Regions from separate parts of the Sus scrofa genome. Here region 2 is linked to region 1. The links are chromatin contacts, called in public HiChIP or PLAC-seq maps. All regions are on one chromosome and are shown on one strand. The core of a region is the stretch at or near the end of the contact, and the rest is flanking DNA. Distances in the headings are between cores, read along the strand shown. Region 1 has its middle 12 kb from the start of ATP6V1G3. Region 2 overlaps PTPRC (receptor-type tyrosine-protein phosphatase C).

The links. HiChIP or PLAC-seq counts read pairs in DNA pulled down with a chosen protein or histone mark.
Region 2: an H3K27ac HiChIP or PLAC-seq map of alveolar macrophages shows a contact between it and region 1, with 4 times the contacts expected there. The contact joins two enhancer-like sites. A contact is called at or near these places in 5 of 47 Hi-C or Micro-C datasets (alveolar macrophages, blood and liver) and 1 of 2 datasets of contacts at active chromatin or transcription factors (alveolar macrophages).

The regions. Positions count from the first base shown.
Region 1 is chr10:21,405,139-21,409,222 of Sscrofa11.1, forward strand. No RefSeq gene overlaps it. Among named protein-coding and RNA genes, the nearest start is that of ATP6V1G3, 12 kb to the left of the region's middle. Within about 2 kb of position 2,468, at least 4 of the 83 cell types and tissues checked have an H3K27ac peak or open chromatin away from gene starts, as enhancers often do. A contact at or near this core is called in alveolar macrophages, where this site is marked.
Region 2 is chr10:21,519,273-21,523,738 of Sscrofa11.1, forward strand. All of the region lies in intron 2 of PTPRC (receptor-type tyrosine-protein phosphatase C), which reads left to right. Among named protein-coding and RNA genes, the nearest start is that of PTPRC, 39 kb to the left of the region's middle. Within about 2 kb of position 1,694, at least 9 of the 83 cell types and tissues checked have an H3K27ac peak or open chromatin away from gene starts, as enhancers often do. A contact at or near this core is called in alveolar macrophages, where this site is marked.

The DNA.
Region 1 (4,084 bases), core at 1,218-3,717:
CTTGGGAACCTCCATATGCCATGGGTATGGCAGAAAAAAAGAAATTCTCATTCTCAGATAATTCAGAGATAACATAAAAGGATTTAAACAAGAATCTAGGGAGGGCCTCAAAGAAAAGCAAGATATTTTCTAACCATGTAATCTCCTTAGTGTTGCTTTCCTTGGCTGAAACTCTGTTTTTCCTTCTGTAAATGGTAACAGTTACATCCGCCTTTTCCCATTGTTGTACATATCAGAGAAGATCAATAAAAGAATCTATTGTAGAGACCAGTATAGAGACAGTTTGCAATAAATGATAGTTATTAGCTCCAGTTATTGGAGTGCTCAAGTAAAGAAAATAGCAGTAACAACTGAAAGTACACTTCCTGGGAGTCATGGGGTCGATGCATTTATTAAAGCCATTTTAAGTCCTAAACTCTGGGGCTTATGTATGTTGAGATACAAATGAAAAACCCTTAGCAGTCCTGTAAAGTTGATTTACTTGAATTTACTCATTAACAAACAAACAAGCCTGGGTACAGTAATTCCAAACACTGAATCCCAATGTTCAAAACCCACTGACATAAAATGAAGGAAAGAACAAAAGCAAAGAGTTATCTGGGTTTTCCAGTTTTTCTGGCTTTCAGACAAATTGACGTGAGAATTCCCGATTGCCTGGAATGATCGCTTTACTCTGGTTTACTAGTACTATGTAACCATAACATATGCCACGCATTTGCTAGGTTTTGGGGAGATTACACAAGACAATGGAGGCGCAGTTCGCTCGGAGTTGGATTTCCGTGTCAGTGTGGTCGACTTATATTGAGACTTCACTCTTGACCTTTCAGAGGCAGCTCTATATCAAAGGAAAATAAATGGCATCAAATGCACTTTTTATTGCACATGTTTTAGATCAGCCTCGAGGTTATGGGTTCTGGAAAGTCAATAAATCCTCCATGGTACATTTTGTGATACAAGGCAGTTGACTTGAACTCCATACATTTCACGTTGCCACTGGCAACTGCACGGGTCTGTGCAGCAAAGGAGAACACATGTTCACATGATGCTAATACTAAGACCTAGCACCTGGGTCACAATAATAATATATATGCTTTGCTGAGCACTTTCACATGTATTACCTCGTTGGACTCTCACAATGACACCTGAGGTAGGCAAGACAAGCAGACTTACCCATTTCACAGATGATGAAACTGAGCTGAAGGTAACTTGGGAAATTTGTCCTAGTTACCTGGCTCCTAAAAGGTCAGGTGAAGACCAGTTTTGACATTGACTCTTGCCTTTTTTTTTTTTTTTTTTTTTTTTTTTTTTTGGCTGTACCTGATGCGTATGTGGAAGTTCCCAGACGAGGGACTGAATCCCAGTCACAGCTGCAACCTAGGCTGTACTGCAGCAATGCTGGATCCTTAATCCACTGAGGCACACTGGGAACTCTGACCCTGACTTTTAAATTTTTTTTTTTTTTTTTTAATATGGAGGTTCCCAGGCTAGGAGTCTAATCAGACCTGTAGCTGCCAGCCTACCCCACAGCCACAGCAACTCAGGATCTGAGCCTCGTCTGTGACCTATACCACAGCTCATGGCAACACCAGATCCTTAACCCACTGAATGAGACCAGGGATAGAATCTGCGTTCTCATGGATGCTAGTCAGGTTCATTAGTCACTGAGCCATGATGGTCACTCCTGACCCTAACTTTTATATTATTCTACTTGCTATGCTGTCCTACTTCTCAGAGGTTTAGGAATGAAACATGCCTGGATTTGCAAGGAAAAGGCTGGATATGCCACAGATAAACTGGATTGATTCACAGGTGGCAAGAGGGTCTGAGGTGGGCAGGGGGTATCCAAATTTTGGGGTAGAGACCCATCATCATTGTCTCCATCACCTTCTCCGTCATCACCTCCTGTTACAGCCACGGGAGTTATGGTCTGCCTGTGCGTTCCCACCCTCAGCAAAGGGAAGACGGCAGCGAAGGAGCTGGAGATGGAGATGGAATTGGAGATGCAGAGCCTCCGAGGTGGTTTCTTGCAGTAAATAGAGTGGAGTCACCCCCATCCCTCCCCCACCCACCCCGCCCCCTGCTGGAACCTTTAATGAGTAGCCCCCCCGGGAGCCCCAGGCTCTAGGTTGGGGTGAAAATTGCTCCTCGGTGACTTAGGCCATCACAAGACTGGGGAGAGGAGCCTGTTTCCCAGGTTGTTTCATAGAGAACTGAGACTACACGCCATCTGCCCACTACCTCCTCGCTAGAAACCCTCCACCCCCAGGCAAAGAGGGGGCCGCGTTCCTTTTTTTTTTTGCTCTCACCCCCGCCCTCGGCTGCCCTTTTATGCATTTTATTATCTTCTAGGACTGCCTAACATGCTCCTTTAACCTAGTTTCTGCTTTCTGGGTATACCGGAGAGGGAAAGAAGGAACAGCCGCTAAACTGCCTTTTTGGTGACCCTGAAGAATGTTCCGGAAACCTCAGTGAAAGGAAAGGAAGATGTCAGGGGAAGGTGTCAGGAGAGACCTAGCAGCAGGGTCGGAGGGACAGCCTTTGTCCTGGAATAGGTAGGTACTGTGGCCGCGCGCGCCTTGTGCGTTTGGGGTCCCTCCCAGTTCTGCGACTTGGGCTCCCAGGGCACCGTGGCCCCTTGGCCAGAAAAGCCCCTGAACCCAGACGCCCCTGACCACAGCAGGTGTCAGAAAGTACTAGTGAGGGGAGTTCAAAGATACTAGGGAGCTGGCAAAAAACAAACAAAAAACAAAACAAAACAAAAAACCCAAAAAACCCCCCCAAAAACAAAAAAACACCTGAAGCTCAAGAAAATCTGCATTGGGAACTCGCACAAGGAAGAAGGTTCCGGGGAAGAGCAGCCTGGGGCTGAAGGAGTTGCGGGGCTGAGCAGAAGGGCACAGGGAGATGTGCCAGACGGAGGAAGAGAAGGGTGGCTCGTGGAGGCAGTGAAGCGAGGCCGGGGGCGTCTGGGTGAACCAGCGCAGTATTCTCGGAATAGGCACGTGGTACCTCAATCTCGGCTGTGCTCATCTCATCAGGTACCTTCTGAAGTTAGGACAGACATAAAATGCTTGCATTGTTATTGAGAATTCATGTGTACATAGGTGTGTTCAAGCCACCTCAGCCAATCCAAAATGTTGTTAAAGAGCAAGATTGATCAATGTCAACATCAAAAAAAGAAAAACAAAACAAAAACACCCGGAGTTCCCGTTGTGGCTCCGTGATTAACGAATCTGACTGGGAACCATGAGGTTTCAGGTTTGATCCCTGGCCTCACTCAGTGGGTTAAGGATCCAGCGTTGCCATGAGCTGTGGTGTAGGGGCAGACGTGGCTCAGATCCCACGTTGCTGTGACTCTGGTGTAGACACCGGCTATGGCTCCTATTAGACCCCTAGCCTGGGAGCTATATATCCATATACTGGGGACCGGCCTTAAAAAAGGCCAAAAAAATAAAAATAAAAATAAAAAAACCCAGACTCCAGAGTCACCTTGGGCAAAATGGTGGCCACCTGCCATATCTGCCCATGGAGCTTTTCTATGTGGCTAGCTAGTCTGCAATGAGGGGGGCTATCAATCCAAGTACATACTGGACCTTGAGAATGTAGTCTGCCTAAAAGAATGTGAAAATCTCTCTTTTTTAAATTAATTGCATATTGAAATCATATTTTGGATGAGCTGGGTGAAATAAAACATGTAAGGATTAATTTGTCTTAACCTTTTTTTCTAGTCTTTTTAGGGCCACACCCAGGCATATACAAGTCTCAGGCTAGGAATGGAATCAGAGCTACAGTGGTCGGCCCACACCACAGCTGCAGCAATGTGGGATCCGAGCCTTCTCTGTGACTCACACCACAGCTCACAGCAACACCTACTGAGGGAGGCCAGGGATCGAACCCAAATCCTCATGGATACCAGTCAGTTTCAATACCACCGAGCCACCATGGGAGCTCCTGTCTTAGCTTTTTCTTTAATGTGACTACTAGAAAGTTTAAAATGACAGATCATATTATATTTGTATTGGACACTGCTACTTTTAAACCAGTTCTGCCATTTATTTGCTGTGTGTCCTTGGGGAAGTTAGTT
Region 2 (4,466 bases), core at 444-2,943, 110 kb after region 1:
CCCTAGGGTTGACTTATATAAACACATGGTGGCTAAAAACTCTAAAAAAAATAAGCTTCATTGATTGATATGTAGACTTGCAGGTATCCATGGGGTACACCATAAGGTAGCAATCAAAACGTCTTTAAACTTGGAGAAGAGACTTGTGGCTGCCTGATGAGAGGGGGAGGGAGTGGGAGGGATCTGGAGCTTGGGCTTATCAGACAGAACTTAGAATAGATTTACAAGGAGATCCTGCTGAATAGCATTGAGAACTTTGTCTAAATACTCATGTTGCAACAGAAGAAAGGGTGGGGGAAAAATGTAATTGTAATGTATACATGTAAGGATAACCTGACCCCCTTGCTGTACAGTGGGAAAATAAAAAAAATTATTAAAAAAAAAGTCTTTAAATATATATATATATATATATTTACACATTTTCAACCTAATGCAGACTTGTCTTCTTAAACCAAAGACCTCTCCACCCCCCTGCATTTGCTTATTCTGACATCCGGTAGAAATGACATGGCTTGTTGAACTTGTCCTCTTTTTATGAGCCCCTAGAACAGCATCTCAGACTCACCATCACCTCTGTTAGGTGATGGAAGCTGTCCTCATGCGTAAACACTTAAGAGAATGTTTTCAACAAGGACATTTAAGGATGACCTCACTAGTAGTGAGGAGGGGTTTTGTAGAGCAGTTTTATGTATTAAGTAGATGGTTAGGGAAGCTTTGTTATCACGCTCTATTCTTAAAGTTTATAATTCCTCCAATAGGGCACAAACAGCACGGTCTTTTTTGTAGTGGCTTTTTTTTTTTTTTTTTTTTTTTTTTTAAACAGCATCAGCATTATAGCTCTTTGAAGACTGGGGCCCTGCTGGCAAAAGGGTATCAGCTCTGCTGCAAAAGTGCTTCCAATCTCAAAAATAATGCTCCTTAAGAGTGAAAGAAAACCGGCTTCATCTTTCTCCGAAGTATAAAAATAAAACTTAAAAAAAAAAAACTTTAATAGGGGGAATGGTTATAGAGTCACAGCAAAGTTGCCGAGAGAGTTCCCATGTGGTTTTCACTCAGCTTCCTCTAATTTTAACATTTTACATAACCACGGGCCATTTATCAAAACTAAGGAAGCAGCGATCAGATTTCCATTTCCCCAGCAAGGTCCTTTTTCTGATGCAGGGGCTAATCCAGAATAGCACCCTGCTTACTCCTTCTGCTTCTTCCTTCTCCTGCTTGGATCCGGAAGTTCCCGAGTCTTCCCTCGTTTTTCACGATCTTGAAACGGTTGCAGTTACTGGTCAGATGTTTCATGGAACATCTTTGAACTGGGGTGTGTCGGCTGTTCCCACTGGATTTTGATGCTCTTTCTGGAACACAGAGGCTGACCGTAAATAGTTCTCGAAAGAACTTTATTATCAAAAGAGCCTCCCTTTAGGACTCAGTCATTTGCAGTATCATCACTCGTCATAGGCCATTTCATTTGCACAGTGATGCTGAAGCTTGAGGATCCCTGACTCCCAGTTATATATTTCCCACCCTGCAACACAGTGATTTGCCTTCATCTACCCAGCTCTTACCTGTACATCCATCACAAAGCCCGTTACACAAATATTAGTGAATAAATACAGATTTCCTTAGAGAAACTTCTGATACTTGCCTTTCTGTAGCTGGCCATTTCCTACTTCCTCTTTGCATCTTTGGCCATGAGAACAGCTGCTCATTATTCAGAATGCTTATGACATATTTGAGGCTTTGCACAGACCTAATCTTCCCCCCACCACTGCAAGATATGTCTTGTCCACCCAGTTTTTAGATCAGAAGGCAAAGCTCACTCGGGGTCTAAATCAAGGGGCAGCCTCTTGTCCTATGACCCTGGACCGTGGGACCATGCCTTCTGTCTGCATGGCCTTCAGTCCAGAGTAATTCTACTATGCTGCTTGGCTCCTGGGGGGTAGGGTATGCATTAAAGAAAGTGATCTTGCAGAGAGAGTGGGTTGGGGGGCTATGTAGAGCAGTGGGGAGGGAGGAGAAATGATCCATGTTAGTCAGAGACTGAGCAGAGACTGTCAGGATGCCACATAAAAGGGGGCTTTTTATCCAAGCACCTCTGTGTAACACTGGCATAGAATGAGGGCTTAACCAGCATTAGCAGGTGTCACTATCATCATTTATTGTTACTGCCGCCATTTCTACCATTGGACAGAAGCCCCAAGTGATTTCAAGTAGGCTCTCATTTTCCTAACCCTGCTATGTTATAGTCTTTATTTTTAAATTTTGTTTTTTGGGCCATACCCGTGACATGTGGAAGTTCTAGGGTCAGGGATCGAACCCAAGCCGCAGCAGTGATGCCACCAAATCCTTAACCCAGTGAGCCACCAGGGAACTCCTTCATTTTTTTTTTTTTTGAAGATGCTCAATGGGACCCCTATTCTGATGTATTATAAATATGTCCGTGTATTATTTAAATATGTACAAATTGAGACGATTGTATAATGTGATCCCTACCTTCCCCAAACAGCTGTGCTCCTTTTTATATGTTTTCAATCATTATCTCAACGCCAATTAACAAAAAATAGATCAGATGTAGTTTTAAATAAGTTTCTCTCGCAATCAATATAATTTTCTAATTACAAATATAATAGATTCTTTATTACAATATAGACACAGAAATATGTGAGTTAGGTGGGTGATAAGGTAAATAGTTCATGATACTTAATAGTCACTGTAACGATGCAGATGCTTCTAGACCCTTTGCCTCATGCGTATGCCAATGTGGCTGTATTTAATTTACCAAAAATTTTAATTGAACTATATGTTGAAAAATTGTCCTCCTAGAATTCTCCATTTTTGGAGGCTGAGCAGTGCTCCCATTAATTTTGCATACTCTTTTTAAAAAAAATCAATCAACCATCACAGAGCATGTGAATTTCACTTAATTATGTCTGCCATCGGAGGGCCTGATTTCAGTTACCACAATTTTCTTAAGTCAACTTTAAATATTTCTCAATTCTATTCCCTTTAAGAATATAGTAACTGTAGGTTTTGAACATGGACTTCATTTTTGTGAGAAACAAACACCTGCATTTGAAAGAGCATGTAACGTTACTGAGGTCAGCAATAGACTATGAAAATGGATTTATCATAGGGAAAAAACCCCTAAATGTGCCTCAAATTTACATTTATCTCATTGACGCTGAGCTTTTAATCTTATAAAACGTGTATTGATAATATCTCACTGGCAATAATATTCTGCCTGATTTTGTCCTCACCTTCCCCCTCCCTGGGATCAACTGGAATAGATTTTACCATAGACAAGACGATGTCAGAAAATGAAAATGAACGTATGAATGCCTCACAAAATTTCCCATAAGAATGATCTCAGCCTAGGTGTGCTTTTTGTTCTCTGAGATGAAATGACAAATTGTGCCAAGATCTGTATCAGGCAGGCATAAAAATTGTCGTGCCTCCATGACTTTGCTAGAGTTTATGAAAACATAGAAATGAATGGATCCATCACACCCACGTGGTCCATTTACTCTGGAAGGTTTTATCACCACAAAAAAGAAGACAGGCATCCTTACCCTTGAAGGTCCCCCTTTATCTGACCAGGGGTTACATCCCTGGATTTGAAACGAGTGGGCTCATTTCTGTGGTCACTGCTGATTTCACTCAAAAGGATCCCCAAAGCATATTAGAAGTGCTCTTTGAGAACATGCCAATGACTGGACTCATTTTGCCCCCAAAGGGAGGACGACACCTCAAACTTGAGGCTATGGATGCTCGGTGAGATTAAACTTGTACCTTAGTGTGAAAAGTAAGTAAGGCATGACTACAAGAAGAACTGGACCATTAATGGGTAATATTATCTAGGCCACTGCATGTCCGCTCTCCAAAGTTGCTGGAGTGCTTATAATCATTGCTGTTTTTAAATAACTTGACTCAGTCAAACCAGTTTCATTTCAACACATGGAGCGTTAATGTGCTATTTGAGCATCCAGGCTGGCACTGGACACTAGGTATAGAGGCCTAAAGAAGCCATGTCCTGAGGTTTTGAAAGGGGGTCAATTTTAGCGTAGCTTTCATGTAAGCCTATAGTGGGAGTTCTTTTGACTTTGGGGAACGCCTCCACCGATTGACAAGGAAGAACGAGGAACCGAATGGGAGACTGAAAAAAGGCCATACCTGTTTCCTTCCAGCTGTGAAAAACATTTTTTTTGTACACCTGTCAGACTTAAGATCTATGTCAGTCAGTGAGGGGTTCCAGGGCAGCGTTCTGGGTGCTGGCCAGGAATCTGGGTCCCAGACCACGTGGCCTTGGGGTTTACACATCGTCGGGAAGGGAAGCCTGGGACACAGAACCCATGGGGCCTGCCCTTTCCACTGCTTACCCAGAGACAGAAATTGCAGATAATAGGTCATTGTGAAATGACATGGGATTTTTTTTTTTTTTTGGATAACTTTATGGTTACTCATAAGCCTTGCTT